2 separate regions of the Mus musculus genome follow, and region 1 is linked to region 2. Evidence: chromatin contacts called from public HiChIP or PLAC-seq data. All regions are on one chromosome and are shown on one strand. Each heading gives the region's core, a stretch centred on a gene start, on an enhancer-like site or on the middle of the called end of the contact. The rest is flanking DNA. Distances are from core to core; before and after follow the strand shown.

What was found. HiChIP or PLAC-seq counts read pairs in DNA pulled down with a chosen protein or histone mark.
Region 1: a contact with region 2 is called in an H3K4me3 HiChIP or PLAC-seq map of intestinal crypt epithelium, with 6 read pairs. The contact joins the promoter of Kitl here to the enhancer-like site in region 2. A contact is called at or near these places in 2 of 39 promoter capture datasets (both in the 3T3-L1 cell line), 1 of 15 datasets of contacts at CTCF or cohesin (the NIH/3T3 cell line), 1 of 484 Hi-C or Micro-C datasets (embryonic fibroblasts), 3 of 115 datasets of contacts at active chromatin or transcription factors (intestinal crypt epithelium, intestinal villus epithelium and pancreatic cancer cells) and 1 of 9 other capture datasets (adipose tissue).

The regions. Positions count from the first base shown.
Region 1 is chr10:100,012,500-100,017,153 of GRCm38.p6, reverse strand. Kitl (kit ligand) reads right to left here and starts at 1,333. Exons shown (of 10, transcript NM_013598.3): 1 at 1,119-1,333. The coding sequence starts at 1,133.
Region 2 is chr10:99,979,373-99,984,025 of GRCm38.p6, reverse strand. No RefSeq gene overlaps it. Among named protein-coding and RNA genes, the nearest start is that of Kitl, 34 kb to the left of the region's middle. Within about 2 kb of position 2,910, at least 9 of the 459 cell types and tissues checked have an H3K27ac peak or open chromatin away from gene starts, as enhancers often do. A contact at or near this core is called in intestinal crypt epithelium and intestinal villus epithelium, where this site is marked.

The DNA.
Region 1 (4,654 bases), core at 84-2,583, 35 kb before region 2:
TTACCCAACCTGCTGCAGACAGAACACTTCAGAAAGGAAGAACCATGAAGAGGTAGCAACCGCGAGGGTAGAGGGTAGAAAGAACTATAGAGGAGAAAGAATTACTACAGTGGCTCTTTCCACACATACACCCTCCCCCGTCAACGAAGAAAAGACATAATTGTACCCCCGGGCTATGTTTTATGCATAAAGCGCAATTTAGAGACCCTGGGCATTATCTCAATAACTATCTTTAGGAGGTGCACATTAAAAAAAAAAGGAGAAGTAGGAAGAAGAAGAGGGAGGAGGAGGAGGAGGAGGAGGAGTAGAAGAAGAAGAAGAAGAAGAAGAAGAAGAAGAAGAAGAAGAAGAAGAAGAAGAAGAAGAAGAAGAAGAAGAAGAAGAAGAAGAAGAAGAAGAAGAAGAAAAGAACTTTTGCTGTTCTGTAATGGGAGAGGTTGTCTTGTCATGCAGTGTGGAAGTACTACTACTCCATCTAGAGCTTTCTGGAGGGCCCACCCAGAGCTGTGAACCCGGCCGACACCGCAGGCTGCCAAGTTTTCCCCGCCTGCCGGGCAGGTTCTGCACCCCGCCTGGCGCTGCCGCCTAGGAGCTCTGGGTTGGCTTCGCTCCAGCGGCTGAGCCCGCGTCCGCACCGCGTCCCGCGCCCACCTGGGGACTGCACAGATAAATCTGCCTGCGAGAGCGAGCGAGGGTGGCGCGTGGGAAGCTGTTTCATAATCTCCCCGAATCCACGGGGAAAGACCTCCGGTCCAAAAAAATTAAAAAATTAAATAAGAAACCCAAGCCTTCCCGGTGATAACTCCAACACCCAGGCGGAGGAAGCGTAGCCTGCATCGGCGGTTTGCCACTGACAGCTTCAAACTTCGCAGCTGCGGCTGCAAACTTGCCACAGGCTCACTCTCAGCCCTGGCTCTCCCCAGCTCCCGGGCTCACCCCTGGGGCGGCGGCTCGGGCTCTCACACCACGCCTGTCTCTCCCACACCCTCCTGGCTCACCGGGAGGGCGCAGCCCCACATGGCCTGGTTGCCGGTCCCAGAGCGCGCCGGGCTCCCCGGGGCTCCCGGAGCGATTTTCTTGGAAAGCTTCCGAGCTCCTCCCGGGCGTGCCCTACTCACTTGTGTCTTCTTCATAAGGAAAGGCAGCGCTGCGATCCAGCCCAGGCAGCGGTGTGGCGACTCCGTTTAGCTGTTCTGGAGCTCCAGCATATTGCACCAGCAGCGGCTGCAGATAGTCCCAGCATTGGGTAGCTCGAACGCAGCGCCCCGTCCTTGGCCGTTGCTTTCCCGCGGCACTCTCGGTCCCGGTGACAGACAGCAAATGAAGCCCCGGCTGCTGCGCCGCCAGCGCTTTTTATACAGCTCCCTCCCGCCCGCCCGCCAGCTCCGGACACGCCTCCTTCCCTTCCGGAGCCTCGGGGAGGAGAGCCGCGCACCGAGTCCAGGCTGGGAGACCCGGGAGCGCGCTGAAGGGCGGGGATCTTCCCAGAGGTTGGACCGATCGAGCCTGGTGCGTCCCCTGTCTGGGTACTGGCCAGAGTCCCTGAGGCACCGGGAGTCTCGGATGCCGCTGAGCAACCTGCAGTAGCTGCCCTGTGCCCGGCTCCCCAGTCCGCAGCAAGCTCACCAGCACTGTCCGGGTACCCTCGTTGCACCGCGCACAGTGGAGAGGGTCCTGGCTCAGGAGCCGCGTGGTCGGATAGACTTCACTTGGTTCTTTTCCCCTACCTCGCCTCAGGGAAATAGAACCAACAACCAAAAAAGTTTAATTACAATCCCATTGTCTTAGCTAGTTTTTCTCTTCTCTTCTTTTCTCTTTTCTTTTCTTTTCCTTTCTGTTCCGTTCCTTTCTCTTCTTTCTTTCCTTCCTTCTTCCTTCCTCCCTTTCCTTTTTCCTTTTGTTTCTCCTCAGTTACTTTAGTGAGAAAACAAGTGACTCAGGATTAAATGGTACTAAAGGAGATGCTGTTTTCAACAGTTTACTACAGAGCCTTTGGAAAACAAAATTGAAAGAAAAAGATAGCTTACTAACTGCGGGTTGTTCTCACAGAAAGGGTTTTGAAAGGTCCACTTTCAGATTAGGAAAGTTTGTAAAAATCAGAAAGCGAACAATGGCCATAGTAACACATCTCATAACATTATGTGATGGATCTTTTATTACGTAGTAGGTGTTGTGCAAGAACTATTCATAAATTATCTCTTTTGCCCATAGGCCTAGTGTGTGCCTGGTGAGTGAGTGAGTATGTGTGTGTGTGTGCGCGCGCGTGCATGTGTGTGTGTGTGTGTGTGTGTGTGTGTGTGTGTTTTCCATGTTATAGATTAAGAAATAGCCTCAAGAGGTTAATTCCCCCCCCCAAAAAAACCCCGAGAGTTGTGATTCAAATCCAGAACCTTGGACATACTGCCCTAAAAAAAAAATAATATGCCAAATAAGAATGTTCTTTTTCTCGAAGCCCTTCAATATTTTTAAAGGTAATTGAGGAAAACGAAAAGGCATTTTGTTATTTTTATAAGGAAAATATTAGCCTCAAATCCCCATCAGTAATTTTTTGGAACAAGTATGCTGTCCAGTCATTCTTATAAGAGAGGAGTATTCCAAATTTGGTTTGAGAAGCTCACTTGCCATTGTTAAAAAACAAACAAAACAAAAAGTTAATATGCCAAACTCCCTTTGCTAGTTGCCTACTTGTGCTGCGAGAATTTAACTCAGAATAAATGTTGTAAATGGTCACATGTTCATCTTACTGTTGAGGGTCAAAAGTCCAAAATGGCTATTGTTGAGGGAAAACCAGCTGTTGCCAAGACTGCATTCCTCTCCGCAGGCTGAGTGAGAGAATTCATTTCCTTGCCTTTCCCAGCTTTGAAGGCTGCCCAGGTTCCTACACTCACAGCCACCTTTATCTTCAAAGCCAGCAATGTTGAACTAAGTCTCCTATCAGACCAATCTTACCTACTGGTCTGCCTCCCTGTGCCACTTCTAAGGGATTGGGAAATTGCATTGGTTTACCTGATGATTGGTGATCCAGAAAAAAATATGTCCCACTTTAAAGGCAATTGTTTATCAATCTGAATCCTGGATTCTTGACGGAAGTGCTAGGGAGCATATATAACAGATGCCAAGCACGAGGAAGGACATGGCTACTTTGGAGCTGATATCCTGTCTGCTGCACTCATCTGCAACTTTGTGGAGGGAAGTCTGTGCTGCGAGCTCCCAACTAGAACAGTAATTCCTTCAGTTACAAGATTATTACATTTTGGTGTGGGAGACCAGAAGAAAAGCTAAAAATATCATACCACTGATTTTTCCCCTCAACAAAAAAAACGGTGCAGCATACCATTTTGACCAGAAAAAGCAAGAAGGCTAAAATGGTACCAATTATAATCACATTGGAAACTCTTAAAGTAAGGGCTCCTGTCTGATACTGTTGCCCCTTCAGTGTACAACCCCTTCAGTGTGCCTTTGGTTTGTCAGACAGAATCAAATACCCATTGTATGTACAGAGGATTTTTATCCTACAGTTTGCCTTGAGATCTAATGAATTTTTAGGGAATTTGATTTTCCGTATGATTCACCTGTAGGCTGTAAGAACTTGTTTCTAAGATTCAAAGCCAGGCATTTATAACCACAAAAGCCCTGAGATGACATTATTAGGTTCATGGTTTACAGAATGCTGAGTTTGTTTATAATGTGAATATATGCTAAAAAGTATATTCAATAATAGAATAGATCAGCAGAATATAAGTGATTTCAAATAGACATTTAAATGTTTTCTGTATAAATCTCCTTATCAAAATTAATATAAAAAATAACTGGGCTATATAAAGAAAGGTAGGCTGTGCACATGTTTAACTTAAGAGATAGAGGCCGATGGATCTCTCTGAGTTCCAAACCAGCCAGAGCTAAATAGTAAGGTTGTGCTGAAGAAGGAAGAAGAAGAGGTGGAGGAGGAGGAAGAGAAAGAGAAAAAAGGAAAGAACAAGAAAAAGAAGAAGCAGGAAAGAATGGAGCAGGGATGAACATAAATACCTAGAATATTACAAAGAAATGCTTCATCTGAATACCTGGAACATAGCGAGTGTTTTCCTCTATTAACGTTACATTGTGAGGCCGGAGAGTTAGCTCAGTTACTGAAAGCATTTACTGTCTTACCAGAGGACCCAAGCTGCATTGTCAGAACTATTAGGTGGATGGACGTCACTCAGGACACTCAACATCCTCTTCTGAATCCTATGGCCACTGGCACACATGTACCAGACACACAGATACACACATATGCATGTGAATAAAAATAAATATTTTAGAAGGAGATCATCTTCATGTGAGCCAATGCAGTGAAAAACTGGGGACATGGATTAAATCTGCAGAACCCTTGGAAGAGTGGACAGAGCATCAACTCCACGGAGTCACCCTCTTTACTCTGTACGCAGACTTTGGCATGTGTGAAGCCCCACAGATATCATACACATACATGCATAATAGCAATAATGAAAGTCATAAAAATATTTTGAGGTCAAGTATTTACTTTTTTCAAGTGTTAATGACACATATTTAACAAATAAGAATTGCATGTGTATCATGTACATTATATATATGTATGTGTAAAATATATATAGAAATGTGTATATATGTGCATACACATACATATATATGTGTG
Region 2 (4,653 bases), core at 1,661-4,160:
TCCCTGATGTATTTGTTTCTTTATTGGCCTTTGAGGAAAAGGTATCACTTTTTAACCTAAGCTTTGGTCAAACTTCCTGCTTCAGCCTCCCAAATGCTGGGACTATAGGCGTGCACCACTCTGCTGGTTGTCTTTTTATTTTAATGCCAGGGATTTTACAGTTGTAAGCTACGGGACAAGGCAAATTTACTGCTGTAATTTCCCTGTGAGGGAAGGACTATCCCTGGAATCCTCCTTTGTCCTGCCAAGCAAGCGCCTGCTAGCCTGTGAAGAGGTCTTTCCAGGTTTATCTCTTTGATGTTTCCTGTCACCTGCGTTTAGGACTGATCCTTGTCTGTGAGGAGCTGTCATTCTAGTGAGAGAGAAGATATGTAAATAAATAGTGACAATCAAGAGCTATAAGGTGATGGCCATAAAATGCAAAGGGACTGCAGTCCCCGGAAGCAATTAATTCTCCTGTTAGCAGATCAGGGATGGAGACCTACAAAGATGACAGGCTGTTTCTCTTGGGTCCTGATATAATTTGGCCAAGGAAATCAGTAGGAAGGAAGAAAGAGAAATCTGATAACTGTAAAATACTCTTGAGACTTAAAAGGTGTGTAGAGAGGCATTGTAAACAATTACTTTGTGAAAAGAACATTAAACCCCATAGGAAGACCAACAGTATCAATTAACTGAACCCCTCAGAGCTCCAGGGGACTAAACCACCAACCAAAGAGTGTACATGGGCCTGTTCAAGGCTCCCACTACATATGTAGCAGAGGATTGCCTCAGCTGGCATCAGTGGGAAGGGAGACACTTGGTCCTGTGGTGGCTTGATGCCCCAGAAAAGAGGAATTGCTAAAGGCATGAGGCAGGAGTGGGTGGGTAGGGAAGCACCCTCTTAGAGGCAAAGGGGAGGGAAAAGGGATGGGAGATTCATGGAGGGGGAACCAGGAAGGGGAGTAACATTTGAAATGTAAACGAATAAAATGATTAATGAAGAAAAAAAGAAAGAAAAGAAAAAAACGTTCCTATCAAGCAATGTCTGTTATGATGATTATGACCAAGAATTTTGTACCCATCTTCGTAATTGGCAGGATCTATCTGCCTTCATTAGTTTTCATTGTAAACATCAATTTAAAAACATTTTTAAGAATTAAATTTTTCCTTTTGCTTCTGAATAAAGTGTTGTCTTCTTAGAGAAAAGCTCTTTAATTCCTTTATTTAACATGTATAGACTTGTCTATGTTACTTACTAGTTTGTTAAGGGATTTAATGCTAACCACTATAAGGTTTGATTTATTTCAAAAGGTCATAAGTTAGATTCATTAATATGTTCAAGGGAACATATCTGAAAGATTTTTTGTTGTTGTGGTTTCAAGTTTTAAAATAATTTCTGTGTGGTACTTCTTGAAGTATCTACTGCCTTATCTCAATAAAAATCAGAACATGTTATTCCTTGTGCCCACAGAGTGAGGCTATTTTTAGATAGTTACTTGAGGAAATATATTTGAAATTTTTATGCACAATCATTTAGGCAATCTTATTTAAACACTTCAGTGACTATAAGAATTTTGTTGTTTCTGTTTTTCACAATTTAACTTACTATCCTCATCAATTGTTTCTTCATCCAGTTTTATGCAGAGTTTTTTCTTTTCTGTTATTTTATTGGCAAAAGTACGTCCCTCAGAAATAGAAAAGCTCGAATAGGCTGTGCATGATGCTTAGTAAAAATAGTGCATAGTCTTAATGAAAACAAAAATTGAGACAAGAAATTCTAACACCGGTCTGTAAAGGAAATATGCATAGAATTCTATCAGAGACATATCACAAACTGTTCCACTCTGCCTAAGCGGCTGGAAGCTATAGCTCAGCCAGTTGATTGTTTGCCTGGCATGGTGTTACCTGCCTGTAATCCTAGCACCAGAGAGGTGCCATCATTGAGATCAAAGTTTAAAGTCATCTTTGGCCTTCCGGCAAGTTCAGTGCCAGCTTGGCCTACGTGAATCCCTGTCTAAAAGAAAACCAAATAAAAATAGCTAAGCTTAGCGGCACACACCCTAGCACTCTGGGGAGCAGAAGCAGGTCAATTTCTGAGTTATTGGCCAGCCTGGTTTACAGAGCAAGTTTTAGGAGAACTGGGGCTACATAGAAAGAAAGAAAGAAAGAAAGAAAGAAAGAAAGAAAGAAAGAAAGAAAGAAAGAAAGAAAGAAAGAAAGAAAGAAAGAATATTCTTGTTAAGTAGAGTTGACAAGTCTGAGAAAGGCTATGTGCTTGGAAAACTCTTGAGTGCATGAGATAAAGCCTAGAAAACTCCAGGTCAAGAGAACAGCAAAGGCACCTGGGTGTGAACAATGAGAAGCTCCTGGAGGCTCGCAGTGAGGTTGTTGGAAGCATCTAGGCAAGCTAAAGAGAAAATAGCCAAAGATAGGCTCTGTAAAGATAACTTTAGTAACCAGAAAAGAAAGAGACTAGAACCTTCAGCAAATACGGAGAATGTGGTAGTTGATTAGGGAAACAGGAGCCTTATCTGTGGTCCTCACAGTGGAAGTGGCCAAGGAGTTCAGAGGAAGTGGTGGTGGGATGGAGAAATGTTTGGAGATGGTGCATCAGGGCAGCAAAAGCAGAGAGAAAGGTGGAGACATCTTAGAAAAAGAAGAGTGTCAGGGAACACACTTTCAATTGTGGAGATGGATTGAAGGATTTGGGAGGAAACCAAAGTACTTAGTGTATGCATAAGAAATGCTTGTTACTAACAGAGAAGCACAGATACTGGCATTAAGCTAGATTCTTGCTTCTAGGTGTGTGAAAGCCTGGAAAAGCCCTTTCTCTGTCATTGCCCTTGTCCCCATTTGACACTTTCCTCTGAAGAGTTGACCAGTTGAGCAGATGGTAAAACGCAGGCAAAGGGACTTCTGTGGACTACCTATCAGAGGTTCCCAGCCCATAAACACTATTTCCTCTTTCACTTTCTCCTTTTAAATATGGGGAGCAATAAAGATCCAAGCTAGTTTTCCAGATAAATAGAAGCATACGGAAAGTCAGAAACCCAGCAAAGGAGGAGGAAGTGGATGAAAAAGGAGGTAGTTTTTAAAGACAGCAAACCAATGGATCCTTGATACCAGGGAAATACGATTCTTGTTTGAAACTTCATTGCTGTATGGACTTATTCTTAATGTTACAAAGTCCAGTTACAAGAAATTATTACTCTATTGCATTGTGAGCAGATTAGATAAGATTACTTTTTTCCAGCTCTGTGGGTCCTTTTTAGAAATACATCTTATGCGAATTGTAGTGTTCACTTTATTGATCTAGCTTCCCAGTATAAAATAAAATAATAAAATAGGATAAATAAAAAAATAAAATGGGAAAAAAATTAAAGTTGTTATACAAAATGACAGTCACTTACATGATGCAGGAAATAGATTCTAGAATCTCAGTGTGTTCCCAAAGAAGCATGCTCAATCAAGACAAATTATGGTTGTGTTTTGGTGGTGGTGGTGGTGGTGGGGTTTTGTTTTTTTGTTTTTTTTGTTTTTGTTTTTGGATGTGGTAAGGTTGGAGAAGGGAGGAGTCAACAGAATGGGTATGCAATAAGCAGTTAATAATGGCTTGCTGGGTGACTAGACAGAGTCATGTTTCTTTGAGCATGTTGGGATGACTATATCTTTATAAGATTCTTTGCTTCTAAGTCATTCTTCACTTGGAATGTGTTTTCCCCTAAAAAGCATCTAAGTATTCCGTACTTGTCTCAATGCCAGGTTGAATCTGTCACGAATTCACAAGGTTGCAGCCACTCCCTTCTCTTTCCTCCCCACCCAAGACATTATGCAGTGCATCTCTTAGAAAGTATGGATGCTTCAGTCCTTCTTAACAGGGGAAACAAAATTCTCACGAGAGGTAGAGGGTGGGAGAAACTTGGGAGGAAGAGAGGGGGGGGAGTAAAAGGGGGCAGGATCAGGTAAGGGAGGAGACAGTGATGGTATACAGAGGGTCAGAAATTTGAATAGAGATGTGTAGCAATGGGGGATAGGAAACTGAGGATAGCCAGCAGAAAGTCCTAGATGCCAGGAAAGCAAGAGACTCCTAGGACCCAACGGGAATGAAATTAGCTGAAATGCCCAACAAAGGGAAAGGAGAAGCTGTAGAGACCATATCCAGAGGTTAGGAAATGCCCCCAGTTGGGAGATGGGTCCACCTACCCATCTCCAAATTTTTAACCAAGAATTGCTCCTGTCTAAAGGAAATACAGGGACAAAGTGTGGAGCAGAGACTAAAGGAAAGGCCATCCAAAGACTGCCTACCTGGGGATCCATTCCATATACAGACTCCAAATCCAGACAATGATGCCAAGAGGTGCTTGCTGACAGGACCTTGATATAGTTGTCTCCTGAGAGGCTCTGCCAGAGCCTGACAAGGACTGAGGCAGATGCTCACAGCCAACCAATGGACTGAGCACAGGGTCCCCAATGGAGGAGTTAGAGAAAGGACTGAAAGAGCTGAAGGGGTTTGCAACCCTGTAGCCTCCCCTAGCCATGAGCAGGCTGACTCAGACCTATTCTGTCACTGTGAATGAGACCACCTAGGGTGGAGTCTTCTGACCTTGATAGGTCTATTCTGTCACCCATCACCTGCTCTGCTCTTCCCCAAGATGCCGCTACCTGCTGAGA